Regions from separate parts of the Zea mays genome. Here all the other regions are linked to region 2. Evidence: chromatin contacts called from public Hi-C data. All regions are on one chromosome and are shown on one strand. The core of a region is the stretch at or near the end of the contact, and the rest is flanking DNA. Distances in the headings are between cores, read along the strand shown.

Region 1 (4,395 bases), core at 80-2,579, 130 kb before region 2:
GAACAGCCGAAGGAGCTCAAACCAAAATTTTCTGACAAAAACACAAGATATCAGGAGATGCTCAATTGTCTCTTCATGCTGATCGCACAGGGACAGGGGACAGCACTCCGGATGAGGCAGCCCTCGCCTCGCAAGCCTGTCCGCAGTCCAATATCTAAGCAATGTGAAACTTACACTGTTCCCACACTATGATAAGCAAATTGGTCGAATGGATAAATTCATTTAGCTGCACGAACTGGTAGAATGAGGTAAACTTGCAGTGAGTAACTTGATCACTGATTGGTTTCCACGGAAACTCAACAGACAGCAAGATATACGCAAACCACAATTCACTGTTTGGTCTCTGTGTAATAGAAAGCTTAACCGCTACCAGTCTATGCGAAGCACTAGCAAATACAAATGAATTGTGATAACAAAATAGTTTTAGAAGGCACAAAGCGCCCCCAATGGTAGAACTAGATAAACTTGAAGCCTGCAGACCCAATCCCACACCGATAAAGACTGATCAGCTGGAAGTCAACAGATCACTACAGTAAATTGCAACAAGCAAAATCGAGAGTGCAGACTGTAAGCTTAATGCAGATAAGGAATCGATAGAACAGCGCCTCCATTTTTTTAAAAAAAGGAAGAAAAAAATTTGAACAGCGCCCCATTTTTGGAAACAGAAAAGAAAAGGAAACACGAAAAATGGAAGACGAACAAACCTGCACGGGATTGTAAAAGACGGCGTTCCTCTTGTGCAAGAGGATCTCTGCCTCTCCCTCCTTCCTGATCTCGTAGTCCTTGAGCTTGTCATCCACTTCCGCCATGTCTCCAAATCCAAAAACCCAGTGGCGGATCTAGTAGAGGGACAAGAAGGGTGGCCAATAATTTTCGCAAAAAAGTTAGAAATTGCTGGGCAGTGGGCATTGGATAGCCAAATAGCTTGAGGAAGTTTGTGAACTCGGTTTCGCACAGCAAACGGGGAAGAGAAGGGGGTGGGAATACCTGCTGGGCGCTCTTGACCGGCGAAGGCCTCGGCACCTGGTGTAGGACTGTAGGGCGACGGCGGAGGCGGGAGCCCAAATATAACCGAATTTTAGAGGGGGGGTTTGCTCTGTCTGGGGCCTGGGCTGAGAAGATGCTGGCGGCGGCGCACGGACGAAACGGATGCGAGGGGAAGGGGAACGTGGGCAAGTATACGTGGTGGCCTGGTGGGGTCGTGGCCCGTGGGGATCCGGGTTGTTTGGCTTGATGTTATTTTTGTATATTTTTTGTAATTATGAGAGCAATTATCATTATTCATTTTTTTGGACTACTACTATAATTCTTCTCTTAGAGCATCTCCATCATATTTCAATACTCCTAATCTCAATCCTTAATTTAAACAAAAAATAAAAAAGAGCACTCCAACAAATCTCTATCGCCTGACCTCATCTTCCCTCATAATTCTCATTTCGTGTAGTGTCTTTCTCATTCCCCCCTCCCCGCAAATTCCATTTCCATTCCCACGTGCATTCCACGCCTAACTAAAAGCTATACTACCTATTAAGACTGTAAGGGGTAGGCTGCCTCCCCTGGTTCTGCCTTCGATGAATCTGCATCGTCCACTCGCTTCCGTAAATCTACACCGTCCGCCCGCCCACGCCCACGTTCGTCATCCGCCTCCCCCACCCCCACCCCGCGTGAACCGCCGCCGCCCCGCCTCCCCACTCCAGTCCGCCTCTCTCCCGCGGATCGTTCACCTCCAATCCATTCCGAGGATCTCATCAGCACGCTCTCCGGCGCGGCGGCGGCCCTTCCTCCGAGACTAGGAGCTCGCCGCCGGAGTCATCCCCTTCCCCAATCCCTGCGACGCGTTCGGCCGGTCCGTGCGGGAGGAGGACGACGAGGAGGCGCTGCGCTGGGCGGCCATCGAGAAGTTGCCCACCTACGACCGCATGCGCAAGGGCATCCTCACGGGGGCCGCGGCCGGCGTCGAGGAGGTGGACATCCAGGGGCTCGGCATGCAGGAGCGCAAGAACCACATCGAGCGCCTCGTGCGCATCGCCGAGGAGGACAACGAGCGCTTCCTGCTCAAGCTCCGCGACCGCATGGAGCGGTGAGTAAAAGAAAGAAAAAAAAAGTTCAGTTCTTATTTGAATCCTTGGTCACCGGTGTAGTGAAGAGAAATTCAGAAAGCGATTGTAAATTGACCTGCAGGGTTGGGATCGATAGTCCGACGATAGAGGTGCGTTTTGAGAACCTGAACATCGACGCCGAGGCCTACGTCGGCAACCGAGGTGTCCCCACGATGACCAACTTCTTCTCCAACAAAGTCATGGTATGCATCTCATCTGCAGCAGCGGGCACCCCTCCATGCTTCCTAGGCAGCCACGGAGAAGGAATTCCTTCGGCTTCTAACTCTCGTGAGCTGCTCCCATCATAGGATGTATTAAATGCTATGCACATCGTCTCTAGCGGGAAGAGGTCTGTCTCCATTCTTCACGATATCAGTGGGGTCATAAGACCCGGCAGGTAAGAAGCCAAAGAATTTTAAAGTGCAAGGTTTTCAGTTTTTCTGTAGTTGTACTTACTAACTGGCACTTCGTTCAGAATGTCCTTGCTGCTTGGACCTCCTGGATCCGGGAAAACAAGCCTACTTCTGGCTTTGGCAGGGAAACTTGACTCCAATCTGAAGGTATCACATCTTGCGATAATTTCTTGATTGTGAACTTCTGAATTCTAGGCAAAAAGGGTATATATTGGGAGAGAGAGATAGTTGTAAACTGTACTGAATAGGTGAACTTGCAATGGTAATTTTCAGGTGTCAGGAAGAGTGACTTACAATGGTCATGGCATGGATGAATTTGTCCCTCAGAGGACATCGGCATACATCGGGTAGCACGATGTTCACGTCGGCGAAATGACGGTCCGAGAAACACTTGCCTTCTCTGCAAGATGTCAAGGAGTCGGAACGCGTTATGGTATGTAAACACAGACATTGGAAAGGAACACAGATAATTATTCACCTTCGGTGAAGTGAACCTGATGGTGTTTTCAAATTACGCAGACATGCTTACTGAGCTTTCAAGAAGGGAGAAAGAAGCCAACATTAAACCAGATCCTGATGTTGATGTTTACATGAAGGTAAAATTCCATTTAATTCTAACCAAATCATGTGTTTACATTGGAAGTGACAAAGGTTACTCAAAGTTATTTGTGCTTCTGTGCAAACAGGCTATCTCCGTGGAAGGTCAGGAGAGCGTGGTAACAGATTACATCCTCAAGGTAAGTAAAAATATACTGCAGAAAAAGAAAATACGAGAAATGGATATATATGCCCCTAACAGTAATTGTATTTCTTTTGCAGATTCTGGGTCTGGAGATCTGTGTGGATACAATGGTTGGAGACTCTATGATCAGAGGTATCTCAGGAGGACAAAAGAAGCGTGTCACAACCGGTATATGCAATCTGCAGTTAAATTAAGATGTGCATCATACTCTTTGGCACTGCTCGAAAAAAAATCTGATTTCATGTCTTGTTGAATTTTCACAGGCGAGATGCTTGTTGGTCCAGCTAAGGCGCTATTCTATTCTTTATCTTTACTACTACATAAGATGCTATAGAGGGCGTCCACATCTTCTTTTGGTGAAGCACGCTCCGCCCCCGCCCCTGCCCCGTCCGCCCGCGCCGTCAATGGAAGGTCCGCCAGATCTCCTCTCCCCACATGCAACGCGCCCGCGGTCCATGGAAGGTCTGCCACCTCACCTCCTCCTGCGCCTCCCTTTCTCTGTGAGCATCCAATCCCATTCATGGTGCTCCCCATCCATCTGCCTCTATCGTGCCGTGATGCCCGCCCATCCCCTCGGGCTATCGAGAAGAAGGACGACCGTCATCATGACCAAGCTGCGGCCTCCCCGGGCCTCGATCCCCCCACCGTCGCCACCTTCCCCACCCGCGTCGCGCATGCCGCCACTCCACCCGCGACCACCCGGCAACAACACTGCGCAGTGCGCACCCATTTATGGCGGTGGTAGTGAAGGAGGGTTTGAAGGCCTGCGTGACAGAAACACCCTCGCCGTCGTCGCCGCTAGCCACATGAGACGCGACCGCGAGGCACCACACACGGTCGTGCCCTCTCAGCCCTCTGTCACGCGTGGCGTGTCTATGTCTCTTTGGCTCCGGTGACCTGCGACGCCGCGGAGTGCGTCCCGCACACGGTCGCGCCCCCTCAGCCCTCTGTCGCGCGTGACGCGCCCATGCCCTTCGCGGGACCGTGCCCCCTCAGCCCTCTGTCGCGCGTGACGCGCCCATGCCCTTCGCGGCTCCGGCAACCTGCGACCTGCAACGCCGCGGACTGCCTCCTTGCCCTTGCTGATGTGCAAGGCGCATTCCCAGATTGGCGCCTCTTCATTAGCGTGACTCTTGTCCTT
Region 2 (4,407 bases), core at 1,381-3,880:
TGTATGCGAGATGTGGGCGAACGAACTGCTTTGTAATTATCAGACTACCAGTTGTGGGCTTGTGCCTGCCTGTACAGCAATGGTTGAAAACGATTGACAGAAACTAGTTCATTTGGTAGCAATAAAGGTACCATATCAGTTATATTTTCGGCTCCCAGAACTGATGACTGGCTATCATGACTTCTTTTGGGGCTCAAGTAAATTTATTTTCTTTCTGATACACACACCAGATGCGCATTTTTTTCCAGAAAGAAGACTGAGGGACAAAAGTCCCACCCACTGCGGTCTGTGGCCCTAGTGGCGGACTGGCGATGACCACTGGAAACTCAACCCACCGCCCCAAGCCAAGAGACTATCTCCGAAAACAGCAAACGGTAGAGAAACAAAACAACAGAAAGAAAACAACTAGTAGAAAGGAAACAACAGAAATAAAACAACTAGAAAGGGGGGAAAAAAGAACTCGGGCCTAGCCTAGCCTTCCATAACACGCGAATGCGTCGTCGTCTCAGAAATTGTTGAATGTCATCTTTGCAGATCATCGCTACTTATGTTGGTTGCATAAGAGTGTTGTTGGAAAGTTTCTTTCTTTCCCGTTTCTTCTAAATGTTCCAACAAAAAATAAATCGTAATTCCATTGATCTTTTTTTCCTTTGCCCTCTATCAAATTTGACACGACATTTGCGCCCGTATCCATACCAAGACGCAGTGGCGGAACTATGATTTGAAAATAGGATAGTCGATGACAATATTTTTTTTATATAACACCGTGTATAACTTATTTACCACACATATATAATTTCTATCGATTCGATACATGAATAAAAAATAACAAAAATGTCTTATAATACATTCCTCGAATTAGATTGCATTTTGCATAACATGATGAAATTCGAAGTAGACAAGATCTTACATAAATACAATAAGAACTTACATAAGATCTCTTCATGTTTTCGAGAGAAAAATGATGCAATACTTCCATTCTCCATCTTCTATTAACTTTCTGCAATAGCAAGAAAAAAATAACACCTTAACGTATACTTCCTCCGTTCCAATTTTTAATTTGTTTGACTTTTTACTCTAAGTTTAACTGACTTGTTTTATTAAAAAAATCATAGTTATTGTTAATTTTTACGGTGATATCGTCTACCATATAATATATTTTAAGTCTGATTTAGAATTTTTCAGTTTTTTTTGCAAGAAAATTGAATAAAACAAGCCGGTCAAACTTATCACAAAAAAGTTAAACGAATTATAAATTGGGACAGAGAGAGTATATAGCAATGACGTTGAAATATGAATTGAAGTATTGTCTTACCGGTCAGTTACGAGTTACCAGAGTCCACAGAACATAGAAAATGCAAAGAATGTACGAAACATAGCTAACTAGCCAGGCTGGCTGGCATTAACAGGGGCATTGTTTTTATTATTAATTTTTACTGTGATATTATTTAGCATATAAAATATTTTAAATATGCTTTCACTTTTTTTTAATTTTCTGAAAAAAATTAAATAAGACAAGTGGGTCACAATTGGTAAAAAAATTCAAACGAATTATAAATTAGGATGGATGTAGTACATATTAACTAATAGAACAATAGAATTTGTGATCAGGAATGAAATTCTCGACTAGGAGAACAAACCACCTGGTATAGTTAGTAACATCAACAATATAACTCAATGATAAAGAATTTATGTTAGACACCTTTGACTATGTTACACAGAACTGTACATAGTGAACGTCAGCTCGTCGTTGAAAGCAGAACACGGTAAAACATTTTTTTGAACTGTCGAGTTTAGGAAACAAATATTTTCAACATAAAACAACATGAGTTGCAGCCGTGGGAACGTGGGCTCTCATACTAGAGATCATGGTTTAAATCCCAACATATGCATTTTTTTAATATAATATTTCGTTGACACAAAAGGAATGCTTGCTATGCGCGTAGCATGAGAGGGGACGACATACTAGGAAACTCACGCTTTATAATAGTGATTTCTAGATTAGTAATAGTCCAACTAATCAAATTGTGAACATTTTAGTGTCTAATTCATTTTAAACAAATGTATCTTTGCAACATTTGATAAAAGCTACCATGTAAAAAATTAAAAGAGGTTTGCTCTTATAATCGTAAGAGGATAGATCAATCATTGGCACATCCGTAGTTAACTCCTTATCGATTTTAATCAGGTATAAGAATTTGTATTTTTTAAGTCATAGAGCTCGATATTTAATCAGATTAAAGTTATAATAAATCTACGTTTAAATATTTTATGTTTTACAACGTTGTAATGCATGGATGTATTTTCCTAGTAAATTTGATTAGATAGTTTGATGACCATATATAAAATGAATTGTATTTTTTTTGTTCGAACGGAGGTACTAGTAGTATCTTTTTAGATGGGCTCTAGTGGGTGTCCAACTTGAACCACAAGTATTAGCACTTAGCAGCAGCAGCAGCACACCCAAAGGAAATAAACACGCAACGCAACCCTTAAAAAACGAGTGTCACAATCAGAAGACGGAGCAGCCTCAAATCACACGAAACAAACAAATAAAATCCCCTCTTCCTCGTTTCAATCTCGTTCTGTCACCTGTTTTATATTTGTCGCCTCGCCTCCTCCCCTTCCCCAACCGCAACAAATCAAAACGAGCCGCAATCGCAGCGCAGAGGCAAAGCCGTCCATCTCTCTCAACGCCGCCGCCGCCGCCCCGCCCCGCCCCAGACCCTACCCTCCACCTCCAGTCCCTCGTCCCAGCGCGACCGATTCTCCTCGATCCAGCACTGATCCGGCGGCTTCCCGGCCCGGCCATGGATTTGCTGGCGTCCTTGGCCGCCGAGGAGCGGTGGCTGTTCCCGTTGTTCCTCGCCATGTACGCCGCCATCTACTGCGTGGGCCAGCTCCTCGTGTTCCGGCGGTGGGCGCCGCGGCAGCGGCTGGACGGCGCCAGCTGCCTGATCTCGCTCTTCCACGGCACCCCCGCGGCGCTGGCCGCCGCGGGGGCCATCCTCGCGCTGCCCGCGGGGTCCCGGTCCTTCGCCGCGCCCAACGCGCGCCTCCAGGACCACGTCCTCGACTACAGCGTCGCCTACTTCACCATGGACCTGCTCCACTACCTCGCCTTCCTGCCCGGGGACGTGCTCTTCATCGCGCACCACCTGGCCACGCTCTTCGTCTTCCTCACCTGCCGCTACCTCGTCCGGCACGGCGCATACGCGCTCCTCGTCCTCCTCCTCCTCGCCGAGGTCACCAGCCTGCTGCAGAACGTCTGGACGCTCGCGGGGATCTGGCGGGACCAGTCCCCCGCCGCCGCGCGCGTCTACGGTGCCCTCTCGCCGCCCTTCTACGCGCTCTACACGCTCGTCAGGGGCGTCGCCGGCCCGCTCTTCCTCCTCAAGATGGCCGCCTTCTACCTGTCCGGCCAGGCCGTCGACGTCATCCCGTGGTGGGTGCGGATCTCCTGGATCCTCGTTGTCGGCACCGCCATTGCCGTCAGCAACCTGTGGATTTGGAACCTCTGGAAGGAGCTCGTCAGGGAATGGAAGCAAGCCCCTTCCAAGTCAAAGAAAGACACATAGGCTGCCACCTCATTCTAACCACAGTACCATACCATGTACGGGTGTACGAACCATATGTAGCTTCTTAATCTTTCCAAATACATCCGAGCCAGATGATGCAGACTGATGATATGCTAAAAGCCAATTTCGGATGACAATTGGTGGAGGATGCTTATCTGTAAGATACACCTGTTCATTCATTCTTTGATTGGAAAATCAGGTCCATGTGCCTGAAAGTCTACTTTTACTTAAGAAAGTACTCCCTCGGTTCCAAAAAAAAAAGTGAAATATATAATAATCTGGAACGGAAGAGTACTCCGGATCAAAAGTCAGCATCTCCGCACTCCGTTGGCCCCCTTCTCCCTGTATTGTTGCATATCAAAATTTTGTCGCTCAAATGTCCCCTTTGAAACATAACACCAAAACCAGTCCTAATTAATTGGTTTCTAACAGGCTACTTGCTCTATTTGTAACAATGGGGAACATTAAATTAAATACCATGTCTGTTTACGACAGTGCATCTTAGATGGCATCGTATTGTAATAGTTTTAGTTACTTGGCATACACCTTTGCAAAAGGAACTGGTTAGAGCATCTCAAAGAGACTAGCTAAATAGCTTGTCAAACTAAATTTTTTTAGCTACTTAATAGTAAAATATCTCTCCAACAGGCTAGCCATTTAACTTGACAATCTATCCGGCTCTCTAAATTGACTCCCTCGCTAGCCAAATTTGGCTAGCAAATCTCGCTTGCCAAGCTAACTTACATGTTGGAGAGTTTGTTGGAATGAGATGTTATATATAGAGTTTAATCTTTATAGAGTGACAAATAAAGAGTCAAATAGAGAGTAA
Region 3 (3,812 bases), core at 1,211-3,710, 250 kb after region 2:
TTAAGGGCTTCAGAACTGATTTGGGTAGTCAAAGTTGATAATACTAACATAATTCCTTCATTTAGCCATTGAAATTTAATGCCCCTGCCAGGGATAACGATCCTGTTTTCCTATCAATGAAAGGTGTAGGTTCTTCATCCTTTGTTGACCATACAAAAGTCAACACATGGCTAGGTGCAAAATAATGGACTCTGGTGCTGAAACCAATACAAATATACAATAATCCCAATGGTTGTTGTGGAAAATTGAGAATGGATGATACAAGAAAAGTATACACACTTACATTTCATCTGTACTCTCAGTAGGGCTTGAAGAAGGGGGCAGTTGACTCTGATCTACTGAATCGTTATGATTATTACTTGGCTGGGTGTTCTCGTGATTCTCTTGCAATCTATCAGAAAATTCCTGGCAGAATCGAACAATAAATTGTAGTTTGCTAAACAAGATGTTGAATATAGATAAGTATTATGAGCTCCTGATAGAATCAAACAATGAATTGTTATTTGCTAATACAGAAATTTCATCATTGCAAATGTAGTTGCATATGTAGTGTGTTTAAAGTCATTAATCTGCTTAATAAGACCGCGATCACATAATTTATAACATCTCAGATCCCTGCTTGCAATTTACTGCATGATATAGATAAATCATCCTCCTATTCTGCTGTGACAATTTATTTGCTGTAGATGGCAGCAGAATTGGATAAGGGGACAATACCTCATCTGAAGCTTTGGTACCACAGTTATAGAGATATTTCTCCTTGCAACTCAAACCATCCTGCAAGCCAGATTATTATATCAGTAATGTATTATATGGACACCGCAATGCATATTAATCTAGAGAAAGCAATGCTCACCTCATCCTCTTGAACACTATCACACCGATCAAGGCTGTGGCCATTTGCTCCAAGCTCCTTTTCAGCGCCATCCTGCAATTACAACGCCACTTTAAACTCTTTGGACACTGCATAACATAATCAAGACAAATGGATTTAATGAAAACTCACAATCCTCAAGTCTTTATCAAGTGCCACTTCTTTAGACTGAGGCACATCCAATTGCTCAGCCAAATCAACCACTGGCTCCGGAACAGCATCATTGTCATCACTGTCTTCAATAGAAGTATTTGATCTGAAATCCAAAGTAAAGAAAAGCAAACGTTGTTTAAGGTTCCTGATTGTGTGTGGGAAGTGGATTGGGATCAAATTATGGAAACCTCAGAGAGAAAAATCTGTACTTCTTCAGAACCTCCATCTTACGAAGGCGGATCTTCTCCAGGACAGATGAGATGGGCTTGTGAACTGGCTGCACAGTTGGTTTGAACGACGCCTTCCTCGTCTCTACAATGAACAAAAATGAGAACAAAGATAAAATCTCACCATCTAAATTCTACTCGCATGTGCAAATGACGTGTATGTATACCCCGCAGCAGCCTCTGTGACTCGGCATGGATCGAATCAAGCTGCGCCCTCCTTTCCTACACACATGAACCCACAGCACCACACATCAGCAAAACCGGCCAGCAACTGAACTAACCAACGGCCTGACCCAGAACGCAAAAGAGAACGGCCGGTTACCTTCTCAGATCGCTTCTTCTCCCGGGCCGACTCCATGGTCGGTGCCTCCTCTTTCCTCTTCCTCTTGCTCCTCTTCCCCTTTGCCTCCGCCCTCGCCCCCGCACCCGAAGCCACCTCCCCGTCCGCTTCGTCCATGTCGAGACGCTTCTTCGCAGACCTCTGTTCCCTCCGTAGCTCCTCGATGAGGCCGCCGCCCCCCAGTCCGTCGTCGTCGTCGTCGCCCTCACCGTCCCCTTCGGCCGGCGCGCCCAGCGGGTCCCACTGCGCGACGCCGGCGGCCCCGGAGAACAGCGGGTCGAGCCCGTCGTCCTCCTCGTCGCTGTCGTTGTCGGGGGTGACGGTCGGCTGCAGCGGCGGCGACACGGGGGCGGGAGAGGGATGCGGTAGCGGAGTCGGGGCATCCGCATCTGGCGGCGTCGGCGGGTGTGGGGAGGTGTCGCGGGAAGGGAACGCCAGGGTTTCCTCGCCCGGCGTCGCCTCCGCCAGCAGCGGCGGAGGCGGAGGCGACAAAGGCGGAGGCGGGGAGCCGACATGAGGGCTGGTGGTAGTGGCGGTGGTGGCGGTGGCTTGGGAGGAGGATTTCTTGAGACGCTTGAGGCGACGAGGCGGGGACGCGACGGGGGACGGTGGGAGCGCCAGGAGCTCCGCCTCGTCGAACGGCTCCGTGTCCATAGCGCCGCCCGCGTCCTCTCCTCCCGGGATTTCGGCGAGTCGAGGTCGGGGAGCGGCGAGGCGAACGGGAATGAGGATGGGTGGATTGGAAAAGCTGTGACGGTTAGATTTTACTTGAGATGGGAGGAGGGAGCCGTAGGCGCGGGAGAATGTTCGAGTTTTGCAAGGTTCGCGCGAGTTTTTCGGTTTTCCTAGTTTCTCCGGCCTTCTTCTTTCCCCTACTGCGGGCCTGCGGGCTGCGTTTGTGTTTTTAGCGGGATCCGATCAGCCGAGGTCGGCTTGGTGCGGCTTAGTCCTATTGGGCTCGTGAGCCGGTTTGCCAACCGCAACAATAAATTAAATTTAAAACATAAATTATATCACTAGATCCTAAAAATATTTTAAACTATATCTATAATTAAATCCAAAAAAATAAAAAATAAATCAATAATCATAACATATCATTACATGATATGGTTAGAGGTGACAATTGACTCTAAATTTTACATTATAAGATTTAAGAATCGAATCAGATTAAGATCGGGTCTTATTTCTTTCTTTTTTAACTAAAATTTGTTTATGGCCCTACTATTTTGTGAAGAACCATTTGGATCACGATCTATTACCACCCATATATATATGACAGGCTTGCGAGCCGGCTCGGACTCGTTGTTTGAGCGATCCATAGAGGTAGAGCCGTGTCGGGGACCATAATTAGGGGTACCCTCAAGGCTCCTAATTCTCAGCTGGTAACCCCCATCAGCACAAAACTGCAAAGGCCTGATGGACGCGATTAAGTCAGGGATCAGTCCATTCGAGGGATTCGATCACGCCTCGCCCGAGCCTAGCCTCGGACAAGGGCAGCCGACCCCGGAGGATTTCCGTCTCGCCCGAGGCCCCCCTCCAGCGGCGAACATATTCCCGGCTCGCCCGAGCCCCTGTCTTCGCCAAGAAGCAACCCTGACCAAATTGTCGCACCGACCGACCAAATCGCAGGAGCATTTAATGCAAAGGTGGCCTGACACCTTTATCCTGACGCGCGCCCCCCCAGCCGGCAGAGCCGAAGTGACCGCCGTCACTTCGCCGCTCCACTGACCAGCCTGACAGAAGGACAGCGCCGCCTGCGCCACTCCGACTGCGGTGCCACTTGACAGAGTGAGACTGACAGGCAGTCAGGCCCGGCCGAAGGCACCATAGGAAGCTCCGCTCCGCCCGACCCAGGGCTCAGACTCGGGCTAAGCCCCGGAAGACGGCGAACTCCGCTCCGCCCGACCCAGGGCTCGGACTCGGGCTAAGCCCCGGAAGACGGCGAACTCCGCTCCGTCCGACCCAGGGCTCGGACTCGGGCTAATTCCCGGAAGACGGCGAACTCCGCTCCGCCCGACCCAGGGCTCGGACTTGGGCTCAGCCCCGGAAGATGGCGAACTCCGCTCCGCCCGACCCAGGGCTCGGACTTGGGCTCAGCCCCAGAAGACGGCGAACTCCGCTCCACCCGACCCCAGGGCTCGGACTCTGCCCTGGCCTCAGCTGGCGGCCTCCGCCTCGCCCGACCCAGGGGCTCGGACTCAACCTCGGCCACGGAAGA

Evidence for each region. Hi-C and Micro-C count contacts between places; a contact is called where the count stands out from the background.
Region 1: a Hi-C map of endosperm shows a contact between it and region 2, with 2.8 times the contacts expected there. The contact joins the promoter of LOC100275038 here to the promoter of LOC100286088 in region 2. A contact is called at or near these places in 4 of 25 Hi-C or Micro-C datasets (endosperm, leaf and root tip).
Region 3: a Hi-C map of tassel shows a contact between it and region 2, with 2.4 times the contacts expected there. The contact joins the promoter of LOC103644229 here to the promoter of LOC100286088 in region 2. A contact is called at or near these places in 4 of 25 Hi-C or Micro-C datasets (ear, endosperm, leaf and 1 more).

Annotation. Positions count from the first base shown.
Region 1 is chr1:297,987,253-297,991,647 of Zm-B73-REFERENCE-NAM-5.0, forward strand. LOC100275038 (probable tRNA (guanine(26)-N(2))-dimethyltransferase 1) reads right to left here and starts at 1,330. Exons shown (of 13, transcript XM_008667422.3): 1 at 988-1,330; 2 at 705-839. The coding sequence starts at 809. LOC118471918 (a long non-coding RNA gene) reads left to right here and starts at 3,600. Exons shown (of 7, transcript XR_004855666.1): 1 at 3,600-4,395. It also overlaps the pseudogene LOC103645705.
Region 2 is chr1:298,116,965-298,121,371 of Zm-B73-REFERENCE-NAM-5.0, forward strand. LOC100286088 (transcription regulator) reads left to right here and starts at 2,631. Exons shown (of 1, transcript NM_001158976.3): 1 at 2,631-3,736. The coding sequence starts at 2,811. The coding sequence ends at 3,578. LOC542187 (DNA-binding protein EMBP-1) reads left to right here. Exons shown (of 9, transcript XM_035964421.1): 9 at 1-148.
Region 3 is chr1:298,362,583-298,366,394 of Zm-B73-REFERENCE-NAM-5.0, forward strand. LOC103644229 (hepatoma-derived growth factor-related protein 2) reads right to left here and starts at 2,461. Exons shown (of 12, transcript XM_020547017.3): 1 at 1,577-2,461; 2 at 1,422-1,476; 3 at 1,216-1,339; 4 at 1,007-1,130; 5 at 857-928; 6 at 718-777; 7 at 284-405. The coding sequence starts at 2,248.